Linked DNA regions of Mus musculus: regions 2 and 3 are each linked to region 1. Evidence: chromatin contacts called from public promoter capture Hi-C data. All regions are on one chromosome and are shown on one strand. Each heading gives the region's core, a stretch centred on a gene start, on an enhancer-like site or on the middle of the called end of the contact. The rest is flanking DNA. Distances are from core to core; before and after follow the strand shown. Region 1 holds the start of Cbx5 (chromobox 5). Region 2 holds the start of Mfsd5 (major facilitator superfamily domain containing 5). Region 3 holds the start of Aaas (achalasia, adrenocortical insufficiency, alacrimia).

Region 1 (2,725 bases), core at 92-2,591:
TTGCAGAGAAAATACAAAAATATATGGAATCAAAACAATGAATAACAACTCAAGATATGGTGGAGTCTTCTGTCCCCAACACCCTAAATACCTCCTAAATGAATCAGCTTTTTCACCCCACACCAGACATCCTCAAATGAACAGCAGAAATAGGAGCTTAGAGTATCTTGAATGTTAGGGGAGAAAAATGTTCTTCGGAGAAGAGATTCAGATAAAAGAATTGGGAACATGAATGGTGGTGACAAGTACATGATGACACAAAACAAACAAACAAAAAACCAAATGTGTCTATTTTTATTAAGGTTTTCATTATTTCATCAATGACAATTATCCCTCAAACATACAGGCCTTGGCCCCACTGTTTCCATAGAAGCAACACGTTTTGACTTTTGACATGTAACTCTCAAAAACTTTCATAGAGATAGAAATACAAATACAGTGTCCCTGGAAATGGGTGCTAGTGGTTAAGTCTATTTTTCTTGGATGCTTTTCATTGCAAGTACTTTACCTAAGTCATCTCATTCAAAATTTCAATATTCTTCTCTTAAAAGTTTTCAAAGACTAAAGGCACGTTCTCCAAAGTCTCAAGTGAAGGGAGGAACGTACCAAAAACTACAAGAAAAATGATTAACTCAAGGGCCACAAGAAAACATATGTTTTCCCTAAGGTAATATACAGAATGAATGCCTTAGTTATAGGAGTCATTTTAAGTTAAAATACTCGCCCCCACAAATGCAAGAGTAAGCTTTATTGGGGGGGGGAGGGGGGAATCCTGTCTTTCTAGTGACTCCTGGCTTGCTCTAAGAATTTAACCAGCCAACTCCCGCGCTCCCCACAGGAGTCCAGCCTCTGCCTCTTGGGGAAGGCCGGCCAATCGCGCGCTTGGGGCTCATTGGCTCGGAGAGACGCAACTCAGGCGAGAAAAACCCGCCTCCCACATTCCGATGGCCCAAGGACCGATCGGTAGGCAGCTATAGGAAAACCCAATTGGCCTATAGGCTCGCCAGTCAAATGCTTCGGCAAGGCAGCTTCACAGAACCTGCAAGGATAAAACATCCCGCCCCAGTTGTCCTATTGGCTGGCCCGACCCGTCGCGGCCCCTTCACTGTCGTCGTCCACCCCCCCCCCCACCAGTTCAGCGGTCCATTCATTTCGTACAATAACCGGTGCAATGGGAGCGGGTTCAAGATCTCGTACGGGTAGACGAGACTCTGCCACTTACCCAAGATCTAAAGTGATCACTCACGCTAAGGCCTGCACGGTTCCTCTGTGGTAAAGCGGCACCACAAGCCACCGCTACCGCCGCCTTCTGCGCAATGCCAACCGCCCGCCAAAACGGATCCTTCCCTGCGCCTGCGCAACCAATCCTGGGCTTGGACCTTTTCTCCGCCCAAAACGCCTGCGCAAAACTGGACGCTGGTCCCGCCACTACGCAGGCGCCTAGGTTCACAACCCTCTCCCGCCCGCCATTTCACGTGTTCCAGGCAGCAGGCGGAACATCGTAGTGCGCCGGCGTGAACTCGCCATTTTTATTACACATGCGCCTTATAGGGAGTGGCTGGGAAAAGTCGCGGTGAGCTACTTTGTAGCGTGCGGTCCTTTGACGAGTGAGTTTGTAATGTTCGGGTGTGGGAAAGTTATGAAAGGCATTTAAAAGACGTGAATACATTCAAATATAAGTGACTGGCTAGTTAGCCAATCAATGCGATTAAGGATAAGATCCCTTGGGGCATCAGTGACTCAAAGGGGCGGAGTCTGAATAGAACGCCCAAACGGATGCCGTTTCTTAGCAGGGCGTCTTCACGGGCCAATGGTGGGAGGGAATAATTTCAAATCTCCAATAAGACTCAAGTAAGGGCGGAGTCTACCAATACCGAGAGCGAGGAGGCGGGATAAAAGGGCGAGCAGAAGGTAGGCTGGCGGGCACGTTCGTTATCGTATTCCTTTCTGCTCTTTGACGCTGCCGAGGAAGCATCGCTGAAGGCTCTCGTAACTCTACCGTCATGTCTAAGTCCGAGGTAAGTTGGATGCGCTTTGCAGCTTCTCTTTCTTCCACACTTACTGAATATAGCGGGATGTGACGTGTTTTGCTGCTCGCACCCGTGGTTTCGGTGTTTTATCGATTAGTGCTGAGGCCTACTTTAAAAAAATGCAGGTCGCCATTTTGTCCTCATAGTCACCATGAGGCTGCGATCCGACCGCCATTAACGTCCATGCACTGTTCCTTGTGGCAAACTTCACAGACTAATGATCTGGGGAGTGTGGCCTTTTCTTCCCCTCCCCCATTCTGGTCTAACAATCGCTTGTTAAAGAGATATTAAGTCTTAATGGGGATGGACCCGACTAACCTGTGCCCTTTGTTGCGCGTGCGTATGAAGTAAAAGTAAGGACGCATGCGCTGCGTGCAACTCGAGTGAATCCCCAGCAGCACCTCCTAGCCTAGGAAGGAGCACGTGGTCTCGTGCAGTAATAAAGAACAATAAAAAAGTGTAGCATGTGTTGTTGCGGGGTGTTGATTCATTTTCCCAGGTTCCAGCCCCTCCGCTAAACACTCCCTCCTCCACTTTAGTCTCCCAAGGAGCCAGAACAGCTGCGGAAGCTCTTCATCGGAGGGCTGAGCTTCGAAACAACCGACGAGAGTCTGAGGAGCCATTTTGAGCAATGGGGAACACTAACAGACTGTGTGGTAAGATTAAAAGAAACAAAAGGAAGAGCTGGCTTATTT
Region 2 (2,725 bases), core at 141-2,640, 960 kb before region 1:
TGGTTGTGAGCCACCATGTGGTTGCTGGGAATTGAACTCAGGACCTCTGGAAGAGCAGTCAGTGCTCTTAACCACTGAGCCACCTCTCCAGCCCTGCTTTTTTTTTTTTTTTTAATTTATTAAAGATTTACTTTATTTAAAAGTTTATTTTATGTGCATGAGTGTGTGCCTAAGTGACTATACTCTCACTAGTTTCATGCAGGTCTCAGAAGTCAGAAGAGGTCAGTCAGCTCCCCTGGTGGAGCTGGAGCTACAAGCAATTGTGAAAACTACTCTGCATATTACTCTTCAAAAGCAGTAACAAGTGATCTTCCACCCCTCTGCCTCTCCTCTGCAAGAACAGCAAGTGCTCTTAACCTGTTAATCATGGAGCATTTTCGCTAGGATTTATTTATTTATTTATTTATTTATTTATTTATTTATTTATTTATTTATTTGCTTTCCAAGCGCAAGGACTACATGAGCCACCACACCATGAAAGAAAGGGAAGTCCTGGCCAGGCGGTGGCAGCGGCGCATGCTTTTAATCCCAGCACTTGGGAGGCAGAGGCAGGTGGATTTCTGAGTTTGAGGCCAGCCTGGTCTACAAAGTGAGTTCCAGGACAGCCAGGGCTATACAGAAATACCCTGTCTTGAACCCCCCCCCCCCAAAAAAAAAGGAAGAAAGAAAGAAAGAGGTCCTCTCTAATAATAACATGACTTCTGGCGGTAAAGAAGGTAACTATCTTGGGGGGGAACTCTGCAGGAAGCAGTGTGCAAAGGCCCAGGTGGGAGCCGGTGTAGACAGGAGGCCGCGTGGTAGCAGATAAAGTCATGGACATAGCAAAAAGTCCCGGACAGATGCATTTGCATGTCTTTTGAAAGATGTTGGATTCTATCCTTAGTGAAAAGGGAAGCCATTGCAGGGGTCTCCAGGACATAATATTGAATACTGAAACTTAACATTCCAAGAAAAAGCAGATCCTAGGTAGCAGGAGGTGGGAGTCCAGCTCCAGGGCTTAAGTTTTTGTCACTGCTTCCGCAGCCGGACTCCGGCTTTACACCACACCGCCTCCCTCAGGTGTCTGGACAATACTGACTGCTGGCCGGGAGGTCAGGGGAGGTCCAAACCCTAGGGCAGCTCAATTTAGGGCAGCGGAGTTCATTAGCACGTGGTATCCGCTGGCTCTGAGGGACTGCCGGCACCTTTCCTTCTCCTCCTGGAGGAAAACAGAAAATACACTTTCATTCCGGACGACCCCGCGGATATTGGCCAGCTGGAGGACCCTATGGTACCCGCCTGCTCAGGCGCCCAAGAGAACAGCGCACCGCTCCAGCATCCCGGGCCCCATAGGCTCTTCCGCTCCTGGGCGGGGCGCCACGAGGGGGAGTGGCTTCCTGCCGCGCCCCGTCACGTGACGGGGCTATCATGGCGGCGGCCACGAGCCAGCCCGGCTCCCGGAAGCAGGCTGTGAGGGGCGGGCGCGCTGCTGGAACCCGAGCGGAGCCGGAGCCAGTGCGGGGAGGGCGGCCCGGCGGCCTGGAGCCGGACGTGTCCGGAGCGTCCCGGCAGACCGGGGCAGCAGGTGAGATGGGGGCCGGGCGAGGTGCGAGCGGATGAGGGGACGCTCGGCTGAGGCTAGGGGGCGCAAGGAGGGTCAGCCGTGACCCATAGCCGGGGAACCTGCGGTGCGCGCGCGTGACCGCGAAGCATTGGAGAGGCCGGCCCGGGCGGAAGGGATGCTCGGGAATAGATGTGGAGACACTGAGCTCCAAAACTGGCTTATCAGCGAGGATGGGAGGTACAAGAAGCCTGCAGAACCTATCATGGAGATGGGCAGTAGCCCCTTTTGAACTTGAGGGACCGAGATTACTGAAAGGAGTCCCCTTTGCTGTACCAGGCAAGGGTGGAGCGAGTGCTCTGGCCTCTCCCCACTGTCACCCTCCCCCGCCCCACTGAGTCCTAGGAGACAGCCACTCCTCCCACCCACCCAACTGGTCCCTCCAGTCTCAGCTCTGGGGGAGAGAAATTGACAGTGCAGTTGGGTGGAGTTGCCCTCTGCTTAGACACCTAACTCCTCGACTGTGCTACCTGGATTATGGATGTGACTGTGGCCATCGTTCTCTCCCCAGGTCGTCCGGGGGCCCATCATGCTGGTGACTGCCTATTTGTCTTTTGTGGGCCTCCTGGCCTCCTGCCTGGGTCTGGAGCTGTCAAGATGCAGAGCCAGGCCCCCTGGAAGAGCTTGCAGCAACCCCTCCTTCCTTCAGTTTCAACTAGACTTCTATCAAGTCTACTTTCTGGCCCTGGCAGCGGACTGGCTCCAAGCTCCCTACCTGTATAAACTCTATCAGCATTACCACTTCCTGGAGGGTCAGATTGCTATCCTCTACGTCTGTGGCCTTGCCTCCACGGTCCTCTTTGGCCTAGTGGCCTCCTCCCTTGTGGACTGGCTGGGTCGTAAGAAGTCTTGTGTCCTCTTCTCCCTCACTTACTCTCTATGTTGCATAACCAAGCTCTCTCAGGACTACTTCGTGCTGCTGGTGGGCCGAGCACTCGGTGGGCTGTCCACAGCTCTCCTCTTCTCAGCCTTTGAGGCCTGGTACATCCACGAGCACGTGGAGAGGCATGACTTCCCCGCCGAGTGGATCCCAGCCACCTTTGCCCGAGCCGCCTTCTGGAACCACGTGCTGGCTGTGGCGGCTGGTGTGGCAGCGGAGGCCGTGGCTAGTTGGATAGGGCTGGG
Region 3 (2,725 bases), core at 164-2,663, 890 kb before region 1:
CCCTGGCTGTCCTGGAACTCACTCTGTAGACCAGGCTGGCCTCGAACTCAGAAATCCGCCCGCCTCTGCCTCCGGAGTGCTGGGATTAAAGGCGTGAGCCACCACGCCCGGCACCAGGGATTCTTTTTACAGATAATGGCAATGATAATAATGGGGATGGCAAACACATCAAGGGATTAATGTGCCAGGAAATGCTTCTATGTGCTTTGTATCTATTTAGTCACCATGGTTTAAAGGGGTTTGGCTTTAGGACAGAGTAATTATGTAACTTTTCCAAACGTACAGTTAAAAAAAAAAAAGATAGCACAGCTTTAATTCTTACATGTCCTACATATTAACGAATCAATTCAACCTTTTCCTAACTTTCCTGAGCTTCAGATAAAAGCAAATGAGGTCGGTGCTGAGAGCAGGTTTGTAAAATCAAGCCAAGCTATTAGGGATAAATGAGGTTTCTGGTACACCCTTGAGTTTTACAATAAAAATGGATCACCTAATATGATTTGTGGTAATATGAAGACACAGACTGCAATAAGCAGCCATTCAAGAGCTGCCCAAAGCAGGCTCGGTAGACCATGGCCTATTTAAGCCACTGTTTGCTATGCCTCACCAAACATTGATGCATCTCTTCCACACTTGCTCACGGTGATGGATGAAGGCAGTTCTTGTACCATGGTCCAGCCTCCCTGGGGCTTTTAGGGGATCCTTGGTCAGGTGTAGGACAGGAAGATTGATCCACTATACCTCAGAAGAGAGGGAGGCAGTCAGTCTCTTCCCCAAATCTTAACAGAACTCCTTGCCATCTCCAACCTATGGCATAAGAGATTCCACGGCCCCATTTCCCATACCCACAAATGTAACACTTGTGGGACAGAAAATTTTCAGTCCTCATCTGCAAACCACAATCGTTTTTCACAGGGTTGACACTAGAGAAGACCTGATGGACGGCATCCATCATCTTCTCTACCCCTCCTAGAACCTCCTCACATGCCTTGGCATGCCTAACTGGGTAACACAGGCCCTAAAATATATTTCGTTCTCTCCAGTCTCCTGTGGGAGTCATGCCGTTCCCAATCACTTGTGAGCGAGCCCCGCCGCGTCGCCTCTATTCCCACTTTCCGCATCCCCACCGCAGCGTTCCCACCCGGACCACCTGGCCCCGAAAGTCGGGAGGCGGGCTCTCATAGCTGTTGCCGGTCACCAGCTCGTTATTGTGCTCATACAGGGTGACTTGACCTCTAGGCGGCGGCGGGGGGAACAACCCCAGGGAGCACATCTTGCCAGTCCGGAGAGCGTCTGGAATCGACAGGCTCCCGGCTGGTGACGACTGCGCTCCCCGGAATCTTAGTTCCCGGGCTAGATTCGTGTGAGGACGGGTAGCCGTACAGGACAAACGACTGCGCGAAGCTGAACGGAAGTGCAAGGAAGAAAGTTCCGAGTCGGGTTTCGGGACGGACTTCCGGGACTTCCTGGCGCGCCCCCTTGCGTACGGAGCGGGCACGACGCTGACACGTCCGAGGACCGACCTGTGGCGTAAGGAGCGCCGCGGTTTGGTTTTGGTTTGTTTCCTGTAAGACTACTGTTTTTTCCAACTCTGAATCCCCAGCAGCGTCTCCCACTCACTTACTTAGTACGGAAAAAGCCCAAAATAAGCCAGGTTTAGGAAAGTACCTAATTAAACTCTCCAACCCCCGTAAATATCCTTGAGGAATATACAGACGATGTCATCCTACCAGTGAGCTTTCCCCGCCCCCCCACCTCCAAAAAAAAAACAAAAAAGACTTTAGAGGACAGTCAGAACGGACTTCACAGGGTAAGGCGTCCTGAAAGAGAGAGACGGACACTGGAAGGACAGTAACTTTTCCCGAGTATATCACTAACAAACGCTTCTATAATCCTTACAATAACCCCAAAAGTGCACCGTTGAACTACCAGTAGCAAAATGACACAGATTGGACCAAAATACACACAAACCAGACATTGGTGGGGCATATTGGCCCAAGGCTGTAATGCCTACAGGATGTGGACAAGAATAAAAGGTTAGTGTAGACTGCGTAGCAAGCCCCTGCCTCCAAATACCGTTGACTCCGATCTGTAATCCCAGCATTGGGAGGTACAGGCAGGAGGATCACTGAATGTCCACTCCATAGTTCTCTTCCAACTTGAGATACATACCACCCTGACTTTGTCTTATTTAGGCTTTGTTGTTTGTTTGTTTGTTTGTTTTAAGATTTGTTTTATTTATATGAGTACACTCTCATGGTTTTCAGACACACCAGAAGAGGGTATCTGATTCCATTACAGATGGTTGTGAGCCACCATGTGGTTGCTGGGAATTGAACTCAGGACTTCTAGAAGAGCAGTCAGTGCTCTTAACTGCTGAGCCATCTCTCCAGCCCTAGGCTTTATTTTGAGGCAGGGTATGGCTATGTTGCTCTGGCTAGCACGGAACTTGCTATGTAGACATGACTGACCTTGAATTCATAGAGATTCATACCTCTATCTCCCAAGAGTGCTGAGATTAAAGATCTACCACCATGCTCTCCTGAGACCTTTTCTGAAACTGAAGGGGTTGGGGGGGGGGCTAGAACTACAGAGAGATGTTTAGATGGTTTAATTCTAACTTAATTCAATTGTGAGCTCAAAATCTGAATAGACAAATGGGAGGGAAGTGTGGGATGGTGAGACTCACAGGAACGGTATTAGCCTTTCCCTGCTATTGCTATCT

The links. Promoter capture Hi-C pulls out the DNA fragments that hold promoters and counts their contacts.
Region 2: a promoter capture Hi-C map of the HPC-7 cell line shows a contact between it and region 1. The contact joins the promoter of Mfsd5 here to the promoter of Cbx5 in region 1. A contact is called at or near these places in 2 of 39 promoter capture datasets (the HPC-7 cell line and pre-B cells) and 1 of 115 datasets of contacts at active chromatin or transcription factors (pancreatic cancer cells).
Region 3: a promoter capture Hi-C map of pre-B cells shows a contact between it and region 1, with 2.5 times the contacts expected there. The contact joins the promoter of Aaas here to the promoter of Cbx5 in region 1. A contact is called at or near these places in 1 of 39 promoter capture datasets (pre-B cells) and 2 of 115 datasets of contacts at active chromatin or transcription factors (embryonic stem cells and pancreatic cancer cells).

The regions. Positions count from the first base shown.
Region 1 is chr15:103,238,511-103,241,235 of GRCm38.p6, forward strand. Cbx5 (chromobox 5) reads right to left here and starts at 1,342. Exons shown (of 5, transcript NM_001076789.2): 1 at 1,223-1,342. It overlaps Hnrnpa1 (heterogeneous nuclear ribonucleoprotein A1), which reads left to right and starts at 1,887. Exons shown (of 11, transcript NM_001039129.4): 1 at 1,887-2,018; 2 at 2,570-2,686. The coding sequence starts at 2,004.
Region 2 is chr15:102,278,066-102,280,790 of GRCm38.p6, forward strand. It overlaps Mfsd5 (major facilitator superfamily domain containing 5), which reads left to right and starts at 1,391. Exons shown (of 2, transcript NM_134100.4): 1 at 1,391-1,564; 2 at 2,112-2,725. The coding sequence starts at 2,130.
Region 3 is chr15:102,349,346-102,352,070 of GRCm38.p6, forward strand. It overlaps Aaas (achalasia, adrenocortical insufficiency, alacrimia), which reads right to left and starts at 1,414. Exons shown (of 16, transcript NM_153416.2): 1 at 1,151-1,414; 2 at 608-735. The coding sequence starts at 1,273. It overlaps Gm36246 (predicted gene, 36246), which reads left to right and starts at 1,482. Exons shown (of 3, transcript NR_155425.1): 1 at 1,482-1,567.